2 separate regions of the Mus musculus genome follow, and region 2 is linked to region 1. The links are chromatin contacts, called in public promoter capture Hi-C maps. All regions are on one chromosome and are shown on one strand. The core of a region is the stretch at or near the end of the contact, and the rest is flanking DNA. Distances in the headings are between cores, read along the strand shown.

Region 1 (3,995 bases), core at 505-3,004:
AACCATGTATAGTGGTAAGCCTGTAATCCCATTATTAGGCCAAGGCAGGAGACCTCTAGCTTGTCCATATAGTGATTTCCATCCTGGTAAGAGCCACAAAGGAAGATGTCAGTGTCAGAAAGACCTCACCAGCCAGCAAAGGAGACAAGGACAGAGAGAAGCATCTGCTTGTGTCCATCAGAACCACCGGGTCTGAGAGAAAGCCAGAAGCCTCAGGGTAGGTGTCACCTCACCACAATTCAGGAAATCGCCAAGGTACACTCCCTACAACCTGGACATCCACCTGCTGGAAAAGGAGGCCTCCCACCATTCACAGGAGACAACAGTGATGTGTGCATGAGGCCAACCTCAGCCTGACTGCTGCGGAGCTGAGTGTTGGAAGCCCAAATGGTACCACGCCTACAGCTCATAGAAACAGCAAACAAGATGCATGTGGAAACCATTAGCACTGAGTGGAAAAATGGAAAAATGTAAACAACAGAATGCACTTGATACAGGAGCCCATGTTTGTACACTGCAAACACATCCATACAGAAGACAATGCCACGTAAGAGCCAGGCTGGGTTGAAACTCAGTGAGGCCAGGTCTTGGGAGAAGAAGGGGAGGGGAGGAAGATGGGGATGGAGGGAATGGGGGGGGGGGAATGAATGACCACAACTAGAGAGGAGCCTCTTTAACCATAAAATGAGAAGTTGGGTTGACTCAGTTCTTTATGGGAGATCATAAAATGTGAGGGCGGTTGGACGTGGAGGAGGGCAAACACTTTGTAAGCTAGAAAGATATGGGTTCAAATTTCAGACGTAGCACTTTGACAAACTGCCACCGATATTTACTATTATTTATACATCTATTCAGTTCCAAACACTCCTGAGCACTGAAGAGAAAGCAGTACTATAAAAGCTAAGGCAAAAAGATCAGGAATTCAAGGCCAGAGTGAGCTAAATAGGGAGCTCCTCTTCCAAGAAAACCAAAAAAAAAAAAGAAAAAAAGATAGAAGGGAATGCAGACTCAGTGCTAGAAAGATTGTTTTTTAATCACTTTAGCTGCCCCATGTATTCTGAATTGGAGAAAACAATATAAGCTCTGAGCCTCAGTGTCCACATCTGAAAAATGACAAGGACACCCCTCCATTGGAAGCTGTGGTGAGTAGGATGGAGGAACAGGTCCAAGAGTTTCTATGGCACTGGAGTGCGGACTGGAATCCAGGCTACCTCATGAGGTTTGAGCTGCTGGGCAGAGAAAGCAACCACACACACACCTCACACCCCTGGGCAGAGAAAGCAACCACACACACACACACACACACACACACACACACCACGCAACCACACACACACCTCACACCCCTGGGCAGAGAAAGCAACCACACACACACACACACACACACACCACACACACCCCGTCACACACACACACACACACACACACACACACACACCACACACACCCCGTCACACACACACACACACACACCACACACACCCCGTCCCTCCGTCCCCCCTCCTCCCCTCCCCCCTCCCTTACAAGCACAAGCTTAGATCGGTCCTGGTCACAGCCGGGGCTGTCGCTCACCAAGGGAACCTCTGGGGGGCGCCGCGAGTCCCGCTACCCGCGAGACTCTGACGCGATCCCGAAGCAACTCTGCATTCTGCTGCTCAGGCCTGCAGAGGAGGAGCGGGCAAGGGCGGGGCGGTTGTAGAGGGCAGATCTTCGCTCCCAGGGAGACGGGGCGGGCCCTGTGAGGGCGGGCCCTGTTTGGTGGGCGGGGCCGTGGCGGGCTCAAATGGCGGCGGCGCTGGGCGCCTAGGCCGGCGGGGGCCATGAGCGCCGCCCGGCCCCCAGTTTAGCATCGATGATGCCTTCGAGCTGACCCTGGAGGACGCGGGGCCTGAGCCCGAGTCCAGCGGGGTCGCCCGCTTCGGGCCGCTGCACTTCGAACGCCGGGCTCGGTTCGAGGTGGCTGATGAAGACAAGCAGTCCCGGCTACGCTACCAGGTGAACGGCCCTGCTCGTCTCACCCTCTTGTCCAGGATAGGGCGGAACCCCAGGCCGGGCCCCGGAGAATTCTAACTCCGGAGCCTCTGCCTAGAGACCCCAGCGGAGCGGAAAATTGTCCCCTAGACGTGTCTGCTCATCCAGATTTATGTCCTTGCCCTCTGAGCTCTGAGTTCGGTTCCAGTGCAGCTGTGGAGAGCCGGAAACTCGGACTAGGAACCCAGGCCTTAGCAACAGTGTAGAACCCACCTGTCTTGAAGACTGACACCCCAATATCACTCCGAGGAGTTTGGGGAGTACTTCCAATCTGAACCAGACCTTGTCGATATTTACAGCATCCCTTGAGCCCCAGATCACGTGACCTATGGAGCCTCCGCATCCCCTCTGCTTTGAGAATCACCCTAAAAGTGGAGGTCCCCACACATGATGTGTTTGCCCATCTCTTCATACTAAACCACACCATAAATCATTGTCTCAGGTAGCTTCCCCCAACCCTATCGTTCTTTAGGACGTAAGACCCAGAGGCCTGTGCTATGCTATACCAAATCCAAAGTCTCTATGTTGGGTCCCTGAAAAATCCTGAGAGCCTCATTTGAGTGGTCACCTGCTCCTGGGATCCATGCTGGCAGCCCACCCCTGCTGGATTCTGTGCTGAAGCCCCCAACAGCCACCTACTTCCTACCCAGGTTTTGGTTTCTGAATCATCAAACCGGTTCCGCTGGGAGGGCAGGGAGAGGCAGGAGAGCAGCTGCCAGATGTGCCAGGCAGAAGCTGTCAGGCTGCCTTTCTCCTCCCCCCAGAGGGCAGTGGAAAGGCCCATTCCTGAAGCTTATCTGAACCTTATGTCCTGTAACAGAACCTGGAAAATGATGAGGACGGAGCCCAGGCCTCTCCGGAGCCGGATGGGGGAGTCAGCACCAGGTCAGGGCCAGGTGGGGACCCACCCTTCTTATCCCAGGCCCCGTGTCTCAGGCTCCTGTCTGCAAGGACCTGCCCAGTCCCAACCAGATGCACTTACCTGTCTTACAGGGATTCCTAGCCCTGCTTCTCTCATGGGATCTGCTGTCCAGCTGGGTCACCTTACCCCAGTGCCCCGGTCCTCCACCTTATCAATGCCAGGCTTTCTGTCTTCTAGGAATCCTCAGTTTAATCCAGTCCCCACCCTCTTTCATTCCTCTTAACACACACTCTATTCTGTAATTCCTTTTCACCCCCTACCCTTGACCTCCTTCTGGACCCTCTATCCTGCAGGGGTTAACCTCAGTCCCTAGATACACCTTGAGTTTATCTCTCAGCTTCTGTCCCTCTCTTTATCTTCCCTGCCCCCTCACCATCCTTCTGTCCTTCAGGGATTCTGGGCACATGTCTGTCCGCAGCTCGCAGTGGTCCTTCAGCACCATCAGCAGCAGCACACAGCGCTCCTACAACGCCTGCTGCAGGTGAGAGCCTCCTCACTTGGGGTTCAGCTTCCAAGTACCTTCTGCTTCTGCCTGCCAGCCAGCCCCAGCTCCCTGCCTGCTTCACCTCCTTGACCTCCGTCTTGCTCTCCTGCCACCCAGCTGGACCCAACATCCTTTGATCCAGAAAAACCGCCGGGTAGTGCTGGCCTCCTTCCTGCTTCTGCTGTTGGGGCTAGGTGAGTGTCCTAAGGACCTAAAACTTCCTCCCTCCTATGAGCAGGCTCTGAAGCACCTTAGCACCCTAGGCCTCCCTGTTGGTACTGAGCATACAGGGCTGTGAGGGGATTAGCCCCACTCTCCTGATCATCTGGCCAGAGTCACAAAGGGAGGGAAAAAAATGGAACCTGGTTCAGTACTTTTTTAAGTATTTCCTTTTTTTTTTTTTTTTTAATTTTTCTCTATTTTTTTGTTTGTTTGTTTGTTTTTGTGTTGTTGTTGTTTGAGACAGGAGTTTCTCTGTGTAGTCCTGGCTCTCCTGGAACTCACTATCTAGACCAGGCTGGTCTGGAACTCACAGAGATCTGCCTGCCTCTGCCTCCC
Region 2 (3,995 bases), core at 953-3,452, 2.8 Mb after region 1:
TTATATTTAAATTCAGCTGTTTAGCTGAGAATCACCTGTGACTAAGCATCCAAGATTTGGCCTGGTGAGCTAATGATGTTGGAGCTGTGCAAATACCGCATCCCATGTGCTCCACCCATTCACTCGCTAACTCCATTCAGTAACTGTTCATTCTTCCTTCCTCCCTTCCACCATCACCCAGGGAAGGGGACATCCCAGGGGCACAGCCTGGTGCTAGCAAAGACAAGTGACAACAGCACAGCCGGCCGGCATATTAAAAACAAACACTTGGGTCCTAGCTCCTGCCCTGCACTCCCAGAGATGTAGCAGGACCTACCCTGTCCTCAGAGATACATGTCTGGAAGCAGCACCCCGAGCAGGACTCCACTCTAACCAACTCTGCCAACCCACCTTGATGAAATCCTCCAGGCTCTTCTGGCTCACACAGGGATGGTCCCTCAGAAACTGGTCTCGGCCATGATCCATTTTCTTCTGAGCCTGCTGCTCGTGAGGCTGCTCCAGAGCCTGGAACACTAGAGCCCCAGATACCAAGTAAAGCAGCACCAGTGCCAGCAGAGCCAGGAGTGTGGTGCTGCGCATGGTCCTTCCAGAGGCAGGTCCAGCTCCACTTCCTGCCTGGGAAGAAGGAGCAGGGAGCTCCTGGGGAGCAGTGGTCACTGCAGGCCAAACCAAGGATTATGGGGTCACGAAGAGATCCATACATCCACACCCTCCTTCTCTAGATTAGACTCCCCAAAGTTTTTGAGCCCCTAGCTTTATTATCCATAGATGTAACCCCCACACAGCCTCTGGTTCCAGGTACTAACACCTAGGCCCCCACCTCCAGCCTCCCTCTTACCTCCGGAGCCTAGCCATCAGGAGAGTGGGATAAAGAAGAAAACACTAAGCCAGGCAGGGTGAGTGAGAAAATGGGGGACTTGTGAGGCATTAGGGTGCCTGCCTTGGAGAAGACCAAAGGAAGACTAGGGAGTTCCAGGGGAAATAGGAAGAGGCTGGAGCCTGCAGAACTGGAGACAGGAATAGCAGGTCCATACTTGGCTCTCTCAGTGCGGCTGTGGCAGCCTCCTCAGATGCATCTGTCCCCTCCTGCCTTCCAGCCTAGCAGGGATCAACCGGGCGGGGATCTTCCAGGGTCCCCACCCGCCCGCTGGGCTTTCGAGGAACCCCAAGGCGGATCTGGCTGCAGGGTATAGGCAAGGCCCAGAGCCAGGGAAAGGAAAAGTGGGCACAAAGTTCCCAGAAGAAGCAAGGCACAGGGTGGGAAGGGCAGCACGGATACAGCAGCCCACGGGACAGCTGTCACTTAGGGGGCAGCGGGAGATGGCAGGCACACACACACATACATATACACAGTCTGCTACATGTGCCACAAAGATCTTTGAGCCACATTCCATTCTGCAGCTCTAGCCGCGCGCTGCCCAGGCTGCAGGCATAGCACTGCACCACGCTCCGGCAGACCCTGGCACAACTAACCACCATGGGCGTGCCCGCAGGGCCGAGCTACCCTAGAGGTCCACGCGCACGAATGCGCGCGCTCGCGTACACACACACACAGATACACACACGGAACCCGTGTGACACCGCACGCCAGCCGCTTGCTCCCACCACCTCCCCCGCGTCCTTACGCCGACGCCTCCGAGCGTGACCGGCGACGGGACGCACGGTCACACCACTCGAGGAAGGCATCCACGCGCGGGAAGTGTCCCGCCCTGCCGGTTTCTCCCAGCTCCCAGGGCCTGAGATCCAGCCCACATTCCCGCGCCTGCTCCGCACTTACTGTCTGCCCACTCTGTGGCTGCGGCTTTGGCTGCGGCCAGGTCTCCCGCGCCGCCTCGAGGGTGTGCGGGCTGAGCCAAGGAGGTGCCGGCGGCAGCCCAGAGACCGAGCCGCCGGCGGCCGTCTGACTAGGACCCCCCTCCTCCCGCCCTCAAAAGCCCCCTCCTTGGGAGCTTAACCCTACCAGAGCTGCGTCTCCCTACGTGCCGCACCCTCGCCACCGGCTCTCGCCACCAACCGCCTTGAACCCAGCCCTTACCTGCACCTGCAGCCTCTGGGCTCCCCAATGCTGTCTTGTCCAGGCCAGTGAGTGGCAGAAGACTCAGAGAAGGGTCGACGTGAAGTCCAACCTTCCAGGCTGGGATTGGGGCCCCAACGCTGCCCTAACCTGGACATCAGCTGGCCCGGGGCTCAGGACAGCCGCCACACTCATCTCCTGGAATCTTCTAGGTCTATTACTGGACTGGGAAGAGCCTTCGTTTCTCCGCCCATGAGGATAGTCTGGGCCTTGGGCTCAGCACTTGTGAGGGAGAGGCCCCCAGGGAGAAGAGGGTATGTGGGGGTGGAAGACGGGGAGCTCTCTTTGAGGCCACCTGGATTTAACCAGCTGAATGGGTTGGGTCCTAGTTCTAGGAAGTCACTGATAGAGCACCTCTTGCTCAGGCTGCATTCCCATCTCTGATCCTCCAGGCCCTGGGGTCACCCCCCCCCCCCAACCATCTGCTGCCTGACAATTCCAGCAGAAAGAGTGCTAGCATTTTCTGAACAGCTAAAGCCGGGTCCTCTTCTGTCTTTATCCTTCTTTCTTCTTCTTTATATCCTTTTTTTTTTTTTTTTTTTTTTGGTTTCTCGAGACATTTCTTTACTGATTTCCACAAAATCTCTCCTGTAGCGTTCAGAGATCCCATGCTATTGTGGTCAGTACTTTTGTTGTTGGGATGTTTTGCTTTGTTTTGAGACAGGGTTTCTCTGTGTACTCCTGGCTGTCTTGTAGACTAGGATGGTCTCAAATTCAGAGATCCACCTGCTTTGCCTCCAGAGTGCTGGGATTAAAGGTGTGCCCTACCATTACTGGGTTTTGTGGTAATTGTCAGTATGTTTAAGTGACCACCCAGATGATAGGGGGTCAGGGTGAGTTACCAAACTCCCTAGTTCCCACTTACAGTAAAAGGGTGATTACTTAACTCTGGGTGCTGATTTTGAGTATTTAGGAAGTCAGTATTTGGGGGCTGGAGAGATGGCTCCGTCTTTAAGAGCACTGGCTCTTCTTCCAGAAGACCAGAGTTCAGTTCCCAGCACCCACTACTGTCTGGGACACCCTCACACAGACATACATGTAGGCAAACCACCAATGCCTGTGCACACATACAAAGTCAGTGGTTTTTACTTTGGTTCTTTCTCTTTTTTTCGTTGTTATTTGTTTGTTTTTGGAGCCTTAGCTGTCCTGAAACTTGCTCTCTAGTTCAGGCTGACCTCAAATTCACAGAGACCCACCTTTCTCTGCCCCTCAAATGCTGAATTAAGGGCATGAACCACCACTGCCCAGCTGAGGTCAGCGTTTATAAATGCTTAAAGCCTAGCACACAGAATTAAGTGCCCTAAAAATGTTAGCAATTCTGCTTCCATCCGAAAGTGATTGTCCAGCTTACTGCTGAAGTCTGAGCCTCTGCTGTTCTCTCTGGAGACCTTGTAGACCTGGCTCCAGGAGAGTCCCAAAGAAAGAATTTCAAGGCAGACTTACTGCTAGGCTGAGATCTCAAAGGAGCTAGAATCACCAGGTTTATAGACAGGAGTCACAGGCTCTAATAATCAATCCTGAGCCACAGGGCAGATCTGCAAGGATGTCCGGAACTCAGGGCAGTGACTAAACCTTTGGGAGCAGTAGGATTTGTGTACCAAGAGCTGACTCAGCATGCAAGTAGCCAGGGGATCAGGGTTAACCCATACCCAGGTAAGGAGATGGAGGCTGTGCCACACAAGCACACCCTTTATAGATCTTCCATAAACTTGACACTTGAAGACCACAGTAGAGGTGGTGACAGAAGCCAGGCCTCAGGTCAGTGAGATGGTGCAGTGCTTTGTAGGGCTGCTTGCCACCGAGCCTGAAATTCCAAGTTTGTTTCCTGGAACCCATATGGGTTTTTCTGACTCTATACCTGTGTGTGTGTGTCTGTCCATCCATGTATGCACACATAAATACATGCACAGCACACACACAC

The links. Promoter capture Hi-C pulls out the DNA fragments that hold promoters and counts their contacts.
Region 2: a contact with region 1 is called in a promoter capture Hi-C map of embryonic stem cells, with 5 times the contacts expected there. A contact is called at or near these places in 2 of 39 promoter capture datasets (embryonic stem cells and hippocampal neurons), 4 of 130 datasets of targeted methods (astrocytes, embryonic stem cells and stem cell-derived neural progenitor cells) and 1 of 9 other capture datasets (liver).

The regions. Positions count from the first base shown.
Region 1 is chr19:4,124,206-4,128,200 of GRCm38.p6, forward strand. It overlaps Tmem134 (transmembrane protein 134), which reads left to right and starts at 1,755. Exons shown (of 8, transcript NM_001078649.1): 1 at 1,755-1,835; 2 at 1,837-1,995; 3 at 2,852-2,916; 4 at 3,345-3,434; 5 at 3,555-3,631. The coding sequence starts at 1,821. It also overlaps a transcript of Aip not described here.
Region 2 is chr19:6,932,313-6,936,307 of GRCm38.p6, forward strand. Kcnk4 (potassium channel, subfamily K, member 4) reads right to left here and starts at 2,203. Exons shown (of 7, transcript NM_008431.3): 1 at 2,036-2,203; 2 at 391-656. The coding sequence starts at 579.